2 separate regions of the Mus musculus genome follow, and region 2 is linked to region 1. Evidence: chromatin contacts called from public Hi-C data. All regions are on one chromosome and are shown on one strand. The core of a region is the stretch at or near the end of the contact, and the rest is flanking DNA. Distances in the headings are between cores, read along the strand shown. Region 1 overlaps Gm36251 (a long non-coding RNA gene). Region 2 has its middle 48 kb from the start of Gm36367.

Region 1 (5,357 bases), core at 1,031-3,530:
CTCCCAGCACTGCAGAGTCATCTGTCACAATGCCTTTCCCACCACGGTAGACTGTATCCCCTTGAACCACAAGCGTCACGAGCCACCCTCCCTTAAGTTGCCTTTGTCGGGCATTCACTCACATCAATAGGAAAAGCAACCAACCCAGTACTGCAGGGCGAGCATGTGAGAAATCCCCTTTGTCCCTAGATTGAGATTTAAACCCTGGGTTCTTGGATTTGATGATTTCAGACAATTCCACAGTGCTCCATGGTTTTGGCAGTCTATAAGTCATGCTTGCCCGTTAACTTGTCTGTTTTTCTGGAGGAAAAGGCCATAAGGATCATGATTTAGAAGGAGGGATTGTGAAGATGAACAGTGGGAAGTGCCAAACAGCTAATGCATCTGGATGACTGAGATGCCAGAGACTCGTGGCCATGTGTGGGAACACCCTGAGCATCGTTTTCCTGGCTTCCAGGAAGGAAGATTGTCCTATTCTTCACACCTTCCTCAGCCACTTCTGGGAGGGAATTTAGGGAGGGAGGAAGCCTTTATTGAGGGTGTGAGTTTGGGAAGCTTCTGGAATCTAGTGATAACTTCTTATTTTGGGCAACCCAAACCATCAAATCTTTGGGAATAAAACACTCTTATAAGACTTGGTTTAGTTTTTCCTAATTTCTGTAGCTCAGCCTCAAGCTCTGGCAATTGACACCACAGGCCCTACAGAACTACTGTCTGGGCTGTTTGCTTCCTTATCCTTCAGCCTACGACTTACATCTTGTTCTCTGTCTTGGTGAAGTTCCAAACAAAAGGATGGTGTGCAGACAGTGTTGACATTCCCACAGCTCCTCATTTATCAGTTCTGTATGGTTAGTGTCTTAGTTAGGGTTTTACTGCTATGAACAGACACCATGACCAAGGCAACTCTTATAAGTACAACATTTAATTGGGGCTGGCTTGCAGGTTCAGAGGCTCAGTCCATTATTATCAAGGTAGAAACATGGTTGCATCCAGGCAGGCATGGTGCAGGAGGAGCTGAGAGTTCTACATCTTCATCTGAAGGCTGCTAGCAGAATATTCACTTCCAGGCAGCTAAGATAAGGGTCTTAAAGCCCACACCCACAGTTACACATTTCCTCCAACAAGACCACACCTACTCCAACAGGGCCACACCTTCTAACAGTGCCACTCCCTGAGCCGAGCATATGCAAACCATCAGAGTTAGCATCTATGACTGCATCCAAATGGTGTGATGACACAGCTAAGCTCTGGATGTGCACAACCTCCAAGGATGCTTCTGTGTTTACCTCTAGCCTTTGTATTCAGTAACAACCTCAGGAAGTGGACACTAGGCTCCAGTTACTAGACTCACAGCCACCTTCAGACTTACTTGTCCAGCAAAAGAGTCAGAAGAAAGCCAGTTACCTGTCTCCCACCCTATTCATTTTAAGACAATACTGTTTAAGCCTCCCATCTCATGATGTGGTCCTGTCAAAATCTTCAAGAAGTCAGTTAAACCTTGTATGTTCTTGGGTTTTGAACCCTAATGTTTCTCAGGGTATCATTCTATCTTCTGCCCACTATTTTAAGATGACATGGTATGATCTGGCTGCCCTTCTCTCCTCTGTGACTCTCCTCTTATTCCCCCATCTTATGGTGGTGGGGACTCTGAGTCAATCCTGATTTTAAAGATAAAGGCTATTCCATGCTAGGATATTTTGCTGCTGGGAACTTTTCAGAACATGCAGGGGACCTTGCATTCAATGGACAGAAACTACTTCTCTCTCCATAGCCTTAAATATCCACCCTCTGAAGCCCACTCTTCTGCTGCTATTTCTTCTTGCTGGTGAGCAGGAACTGTTTCCACCAACCATCTCCTTCTCTCAGCCCTGCCTGGGCTTCCTTAATTTCCCCTTTGTGGGAAATCTAAGACTGGATTCAAAATTCTATAATTGGGGCTGGGCATGTAGCAGAGTCAGTAGAGGTCTAGACTAGCTTTGATCCCAGCATGGCATAACCAGATGTGATAGTATAATCACCATTACTCGGGAGGCAAAAACAGGATGGTCAAGTATTCAAGTCCATCCTCAGTAACATAGCAAGTTCGAGACCAGCTTGAGCTACGAGCAACCCTGGCTCAATAAATACATAATGAAATAAAGCAACTCTATGAAACTCTATGTTTAAAAACCTGAGACAAAGACTGATCTTGAAAACAGAATTTCTGAGTTAGAATCAGACTGGAACTTTGGGTACTGTCAAGTGCTTAAACTGTTTCCTGAGACACAGATGACTCACAAATAGAGAGACAAACACTTTACTGCCTTCAGGTGCTGAGCCGAGGGTGTGCCCAGTGGCCGCTTTGGTCACATCCCACTTTCTTCTATTTTATACATCTCAGCAGAATTACGAAAGTCACATACAGAAAGAAGCCTCCAGAGTGGAGTTTTATTTTAGTAAGCCCTTATGAAGACCTTCCTGGCTTCGAATCAATCCCGCGGTAAAAGACCAGCGGGAAGTGCATGGGGGTATATTTAGAAGCTAGGAGAAGCTGGCTAATGAGATCTCAAACTTACGCCTGCCCCCTTGGTTTCATTACGGAAGCAACACCTCAGCCTTGCCTGTAATTAGGTGTAATTGTTTCCTTACAGAAATAATCAGAGTAATTTAACCAGCGATCTGTTTTTGTTTTTGATAATTCAAACTGCAGCTCTTGCGTGGCAGAGTCTGGCGAGGGGCTGGGTTGGCATCTTAAAGAAAGCAGGTGCTTTGGGTTTCTCAAATAGCTGACGTTTTTGTGGCTCTGGTCCTCGCCTGCTTCTCTTGGGTCCCCTGCTGCTGTCACCTCCGTAGAAAGCATCAGAGGTTGTAGTTTTTCTTAAGAAGAAAACAGTTCCATGTGCTCGTGGATGAGTGGGGACCACTCAGAAGAGTTGTGTGAGCTCACTGGAGCCAGAACAAGCTCTTTGAAGTTTGATACTGACCATACATCCAGGACAGAGATGCTGACAGTGAGAGAATGATAGAACTTTCTGGAAACAGGCTTTGTATAAAATGAAGACTGGCACACACACATTCAGTACCCAACTGTGGTGGCTAATCTTCACTGTCAGCTTGAGCGGACTTAGAGTTATCTAGTGGATTGTCAAGGAAGACTTCGGCATGGATGGGAGTGTGAGAGCATTCCCAGAGAGCCAGGAAGACACGCTTTGAGTATTAGCGGCTTCAGCCCGTGGGCTGGAGATAAGAAACAGGAAAAGACAAAGCTAGTTGAGTGTCAGCCTCCTTGCTTTTCTGCTTCTGTCTGCCATGATGTGGGCAGCGGTTCTCTGCCTTCACGTTCTGCTCAAATGCTGGTGGCCAAGCAGCGGTGGCAGAAGTCGGTAAAACCACAAGTCCAAAGAAATCTTTCCTCTCTGGGTATTTTGTTACAGGCACAAGGAAAGTAACAAATGCCTACTGTGTGGATTCGGTAGTTTATAGGAGCAGGTAGCTGAAGGGAATCGGACAGTCTGGTTTGCACCTGAGCCAGGGTCCTCTTTAATTGTACTATTATTAACCTCTCTGAATCACAGACTTCTGACTTGCAGAAGCGATGTATAATACTTGCTGGAACTGAGTAGTTTTCTGAGTGTGTAGTGAGATATGCAAGCATAAGTTATTATTGATCAGCAGGCTTCACAGCATAGGTTTCCCTAGATTTCTGTCTTTGGACGGAGGATTAAGGAGAGCTTCATCTTGTGGTGCCCCAGTTCTTGTGACATGCATGTAGGAATATCTATCAGATTCTCCCTTCCCTCTGCAAACTCTGAAGGACCGTTCCGAAGCCTCATCAAATGCATCTCCCAAACAGCTCCATCATTCATCAGCCGAGACATCCAGGGAGATGCAAGTCGGAAGGAGGGAAAGGGACCCATCTTCACTAATGAGAACTCCAGGAGGTAGGGCAGGTGTTTCACATACTCCATATAGTCCTTATAAGCACCAGCTAGATGTGCTTCAAACCCCTCCAGTCTCTCTGTGGACCAGAGAGACAAGTTTCTTGCCCAAAGCCAGACAACTAATGTGTGGAATAGAAATAACCTTACCCAAGTCTGTCTGTCTTTGCATTTTTCCTTTCTCTTTACTAAACCATACGGGCTCCTCTGCCTTCCTTAAGTTTAGAAATTCTGTAGTGGCCAAATGGAGTCAACCATAAGATTTTTTGGTTAATAATATTGAGGGAGGAGGCTGGAAAGATGGCCCAGCTTTTAAGAGCACATATTGCTCACAGAGAGGGCCTGAGTTCTAGTCCCAGTACCCAATGTGGGCAGCTCGCAATGACCTGTAACTCTAGCTCCAGGAGGTCCGAGGCCCTCTTCAGGACTCTGAGGGCACCTGCTTTCATGTGCACAATTCCCAGTTACACATGTACACACCTAACCCTGAGGAAGTGAATCTCCTCTTAAATGGCGCCTGGTCTATAATACATAGTATCAGTGTCAGAGATAAGCTAGAATAAGGCACAATCGGTAGTTGGGAGGTGAGTATAGAGTGAGTGTCTGAGCAATTGCAGGTCAGACTGAAGATCTTGGAAAGCCAGCGGCAGAGGAAACATTTCTTTTTGTGTGTGAAATGAGATGCTAAGAGGCCATTCGAGAGCACGGCTGTTCAGTCTACATTTTGGAATCTTTTTCTGAGATGAAGAATCGATTTAACACAATGAATGACTCAGCAATTACAAAGGCAAAATCATGTGAATCAAAGGTCACAGTGTGGGAGCAGGTGGTGTGTTGACTGCTGCCAACTGGAGAAGGTAGGGTTGCCTTCTATCTCTGCAGACCAGAGGTGTCTCCATTGTCCAGCTCAACCAGGCAACTTCCTCTCCAATTTTAGGATAGAGTGGTTAAAAAAAAAATGATTGTGCGGGGAGCAAGCATGAAAGAGAACAGGGGCCTGTTGTTCAGAGTCACATTACCATGAGAAAAACCACAAAAAAGGGACAAATAATCTTCTTCCCTTGTTGCCAGAGTCACAGGCTGCTGGATGATGCATCAGGGTGATACTGGCTGGCTGTGCACATTTGTACCCTCTCCCCTTTTATTGCAGGAAAGAATTCAAGTCAGTCAAGCACAGTAAAGCTAAAAATAATGGATCTGAAGAGAACTTAAAATCTGTATACCAAATGTCACAGATTACACTTGGAAAAGTTAGTGCACAATATCAACATGGTTTTGGTTTTTTGTGTGTGTGTGTGTGTGTGTGTGTACATCTATATCTATATATACAAATACATGTACATGTTCAAAATTGAATAATGGGACTCTGGGGGCTAGTAGAAGCAGTGAGAAAAGACATTATTTTGCCAGTCTATCCTTACACGGGTAGACTCAGTAGAG
Region 2 (5,357 bases), core at 942-3,441, 150 kb before region 1:
TTCAGAGTTCCAACCCCCTGTTTAAAATGATCCCTGAGCCTTGTGGGTGGATAGAGATGTCCCATTTAGAGCTAAACATTCCACAGCCTTCTATTCTTTGCCTGTTGAGCAGTTGTGGGTTTCTGGGTTTACTCTAAATAGAAGCATATCTGAGAAGCATCGAGAAATGCACTGATCTATGGATATGATGATGAGCCATCAGGAGTCAGTTGCTTACTATCTCTATTTAACATAAGAGCAGTAGTAAGTTCTTCTCTGGGGCCATGACCAATCTCACCACAGGTTCTTGGCATGACAATGGTGCCAGGCATGAATTTCATCTTCCTGAACAGGACATAAATCCAACCAGAGAATGGTTGGTCAGTCCACAGCGTTTATGCCATTATTGCACCAGTGGGCACGCCTTTCTAGATCAATGGCTATACCAGCTTGTAGAATTCACAACTGGGTAAGATTGATGACGGTTTCCCTCCTTTTTCAGCATGCACAACAACCTTCCAGTACTATGATAACTAGCCAGTAGGGATCAAAGTTACAGGTCAGGACTAGCTTGATGCATCCATGTTCTCTGACTCAAGTATGTGATGATTTTGTGTTTGGGGAACTGTTTACAGAAGAGTTAGCCTCTATGGAGGGAGGCATCCCTACATGCCATAATCTAAGGAGCTGGAGAGATGATGGCTTGATGTACTTGCTGTGAAAACAGGAGGATCTAAGATTATGTTCTTAGCACCCATGTGAAAGCCTAGGAGAGCCACACGTGTCTGTAACCCAAGTGCTGTGGGGCAATGACAGGAAGATTCCAGGAGCTCAGTGGCCAACCAGACTAGCTCAAACAGCAAGCATCCAGTTCTGTGAAAGACCTTGTCTCAAAAAATAACATCGGTTACAGGAAGACACTTGATATTCTTCTCTAGCTTCTACACGAATATACATGGGTGTGTATACTGCACACACATGTGTACATACACCACACAGATATACACATGTACATACTGGACACGAGATTAATTGAGCAACTACTGAAATCAAACATTGGGCTACAGGGAGCCTACAGAACCACCATGATAAATCAAGACAGGAAAAAAGCCACATGCTGTGTCTGTGTAGAGAGGAACAGGATCAGGGAACAAGAGTGCTATACAGGGAGGTGACAGCTATGTTGGACTCTGACAGATGTGTAGGAGTTGATCACACGGTAAAAGGAAGAAATCCTAAGGACTGGAGAAGTAGCTCCCTTCTTCCTCCCACACTCATACCCTGCCCCCCTCCCCCCCCACCCGGCCAGCCGTCATACGCAGAAATAATCCTGGATCCCGAGGGAAGAGGAACAAATGTTCAACTCCGCACTGTGAGACTGTGCTCGCTTGCTAAGCATACCCCTGCAGCACTTGTGCCTGTGAAATGCATTTCACGGCTCATCTGTTCCATAAATGAGATGTGAAGGCAGTTTACACCTCGTTTACATTTGCGCTGTTTTAAGGAACAGTATAGATTCCACTCCACCCAAGGAATGAAATGAGGTCGGCTGCCCTGTTCTTTCTATGGATTGAATCCACACAGCTCTCCGGTCTCACCCAGGGATACAGAATCCTAAGTGCAGGATAGAGCAGGTACCCAGGCAGCTCCAGAAGTGCAGAGGGAAGCAGGCAGTGTGCTCCTTTGACAGAAGGGGTCCAGCACTGTGTTCATGGTATATAACTTAATCAAATAGAATTCAGTGTTCAGTTATAAATCTCACTTTTGCACATAGTCGTACCTGAGTACCTGAAAACAGTACTACAATTCTTTCATGTTCCTTTCCTGTCAAGAGTGATCTCCAAGATGAGCTCTGTTGTGACATTTATATCTATAGACTCACTGGGCTACTCCAGAATTTCATATACACGAAATTAAATACTGTGCGCTTTTCTTTAGGGTCTGGCTCCTTTTGCTCAAAGGATACTTGTGAGGGCTCTCCATGCTACACCATGGCTTCATGGCTCACCCCTTTAAATGGTTAAGTAGCATTCCAGCGAATAGGTATGGTGTTCCCTGGTTGGTGAAACTTGATTTTGTTCCTTAGTCTTTGGTAATTATGAATAAAGCTACCATGAGTACGCTTATACAAGATTCTGTGAACTTAGGCATACTCAGGTCTCTTGGGGACATGGGCTGGAATGGAATTTCTGGGATGTAAGTGTGGGTGTATTTCAACTTCCTTAGAAACTGCCATATAGTTCTGCAGAGCCCTCAGTTTGCACTCCCACAGACGGTGGACCAAAGTGCTGTTTGTCACGTGGATTTGAGGCAACCACGTGACTGAAACCCCCACAGAGCAGCACAAACTATTCAAGGGGTCTGAGACAAAAGCCAAGGCGGATGGTTTTGGAAGAGAAATGATATGGCAGCTTCCTATTCACAGATTTTTTTTTACTGTGCCACATCCTGTCTCTCGAATGTCCTGCTCCTGATTCCAATGTTAGAACTCACTCTAAGTGCAAATGCAGTGTATTTTGCCTCCTGGCTACTTACCTGAAGGGTGTCAGGCCCATGTACTAGAGTCACTTTTGTCCCTCTTCCTCTAGAGGACAGATCACCTTGCCATCTTTAGCAAATTGGTATTTATAGGTTGTTTCAATTTTTTTGTGCTTGGAAAACACTAGAGCACACCTTTCCCTTCCGTAGCTTTATTTCTGTTCCATGGTGAGCTCTGGGTGCCTGCCTCTCTCCTGTGTTCTCTTGTGGCTTGGTTTTCTCCTGTTGACAAGCACGCTGCCTTATGTTAGCCTTCCTTACGCAAACAGCTTTTGCTTGTTTTAGTCTCTTTCATAAAATGTCTCTTTAAATTATTATTTAAAGAGGATCTGACTATGTAGCCCTGGCTGGACCTATGCAAATCCAGCTGGCCTCAAACTCACAGATCTGCTTGTCTCTGCCTCAAGAGTGCAGGGAATTAATGATGTGGGCCAATACAACCAGGTCAACTTTTATTATTATTTTTTAAATGTTACTTGCTTTTCAGAAAACATTTATCAACCAGAGATACAAATTGAGCCAAATTTTATTTTCTAGAAATACAACAAAAACCAGAGGCAACAATAGGCTTTGATTAACACCTTTCAAACCCTCTCTCCAATGCTAACAGCTCTCCATTATTTACTAGTAGGTACCTAATGATGTATCTAGATATAGGTTTTAAAGAATTGCTTTGAAAAATTCAATGTAAATTCATTTCAATTGTCTATCTCGTGTGATGTTAGGTATACCCAATGAAATACATTAGTGTCAAAAGATTCTTTTTTATATACATTTCAAATGATGTTTCAGCTGTGTAATCTGACTTTGGGATGTAGTTTTGGAAATCTGTACAATAAAAGGTAAAAACAAAATCAAATGCATGCTCTGCAGCCCCCAATATTTCTAACGTTTTTAGTTATCTGATGTTTCAAAGCGGTTTTATAATATTGATTTCTGTACTTGTCAGTTTCCATTTTTAAACCTATCATCAGTATTTCAGCTTGGAATTTCAATTTCATTTCTTCATTTTGATTTATCACACACACATATACTATATAATATAATATTATATAATATAACCCTAATAACGATTTTCTTCAAGGGCTAGTAGATGTGGGACTTCCTGAGTCCTTGCATATTTCAGAATCATTCCTAGTTCAAGTCATCTTTAAAAAACGACTTGGCAGAATGTGTAATTACTGCATCACACCTCCTTTATCTCAGGGCTTTAGGGGTATCACACACTTGTCTACTGATATTGTTATCAGAGGAAAAACTGAGATCAACAGAAACCTCACCAGAATCCTTTCCTGTGTGTGTGAATGCACATATGCAGTGCCCCTCCACATGCACACACATATGCACATACAGATGCACACACACATGCACACACATATGCACACATGCACACACATATGCGCACATACATGCGCACACATGCACATGCACAAATAGATGCACACACATGTACACACACACATGCACACACATGCACATACAAACACACACACATATGCACACACATATGCACACATGCACAGACATACACATGCGCACACACACATACACACATGCACACACAGGAACACACATATGCACACATGCACACACATACACACATACATGCACACACATGCATTTTCACATGCATATACATTTGCACACACATATACACTTGCACACACACACATTTGCACATGTATACACATACAGAGAGAAAACTGTATGTAACTTTCTCCTTATGTTGTAATAATTGATTTGATTCTTTCTTTTTCATATACATTACATATAATTTCTCTGTTTCCTCTAGAGACTAGTAATGTGTACTCTTGACTTGTTGAAGTCTATTACTAGGAACTGTCAACTCTTTCTTGTACTGTTAAAGTTTTTCAATTAAATTTGTTGCAGATTGTAACTGTCTCCATATTTGAATCCATGAGAAACCTGATTATTAGTTCTTATTTTTTATAAAACACCTGTATTTTAAGTATATATATATATATTATACATATGCATATATATATATATGAATTTGTTGTTGTTGTTCTTTGTTCTTTGGTTTTTCCCTGTCTATACTGAAGAGCATCCTTTGGTTGGTCTGGAAGTATGATGGACCACTCCTACAGACTAATCCCTGTATGTTCTATTGGCCTGTAACTCCACCTTTTTCCCTCAAGTGTATTTTTCTGAGTGTTTAATTCTAGATGGACATTAGGAAGACCTTTTATGTGGGCTTTCACTTAGGAAAGGTCTCTTCCTCTATCGTGACTTGCAGTTTTTTCAAGCATGTTTATTTAAACTGGTCTCAGGAGACTTCATGGGAAAACCAATGCAGGGCTTTTTGATTTCTTTCCCTCAGAGACCTTCAGTCAGGTTTTAGTCTTTGTGCAGGCAGCCCTTCATTTTCCTTGGTCATAGTCATTTCAGAACCCTCTCTGGTATGGATCCGATTTTGGGGAGGAGACTGACAGCAGGTTGGCATGGAACAGACCTTCACGGTAATAAGGTCCTGATGATCTACATCAGGCTGCTGCTACCAGATTGTGTCAAGCCACATAGTGTGTACTGAAAGACTTGTCTGTGGGCTGTCACAGTAGGCACAATGGCATAGAAGCTTCTTTTCCAAGAAGGTATATAACACAATGGTGAGCTCCATGGTTCTTCATCTTAAGGAATTAATAATCCAAAGACTGTGGAGCAGTCAATTATAGACCATAAGCTAATGGGATGGATGAGGATCGAATTTAACTATTGATTCATCCCTTCACCCTAACTTAAATGTTCTTTTAAATTGTCATAATGTGAAAGGGAAAGTCCAGAAAGAAGGTGGTCTTGGGCACTAGAAGGAAACTTTGAAT

The links. A called contact is a pair of places that touch in the nucleus more often than the background predicts.
Region 2: a Hi-C map of cortical neurons shows a contact between it and region 1, with 1.6 times the contacts expected there. The contact joins two enhancer-like sites. A contact is called at or near these places in 4 of 484 Hi-C or Micro-C datasets (cerebral cortex, cortical neurons, forebrain and 1 more).

The regions. Positions count from the first base shown.
Region 1 is chr9:113,091,439-113,096,795 of GRCm38.p6, reverse strand. The region is part of intron 5 of Gm36251 (a long non-coding RNA gene); the gene reads left to right. Among named protein-coding and RNA genes, the nearest start is that of Gm36251, 29 kb to the left of the region's middle. Within about 2 kb of position 2,280, at least 4 of the 459 cell types and tissues checked have an H3K27ac peak or open chromatin away from gene starts, as enhancers often do. A contact at or near this core is called in cortical neurons and forebrain, where this site is marked.
Region 2 is chr9:113,245,020-113,250,376 of GRCm38.p6, reverse strand. No RefSeq gene overlaps it. Among named protein-coding and RNA genes, the nearest start is that of Gm36367, 48 kb to the left of the region's middle. Within about 2 kb of position 2,191, at least 23 of the 459 cell types and tissues checked have an H3K27ac peak or open chromatin away from gene starts, as enhancers often do. A contact at or near this core is called in cortical neurons and forebrain, where this site is marked.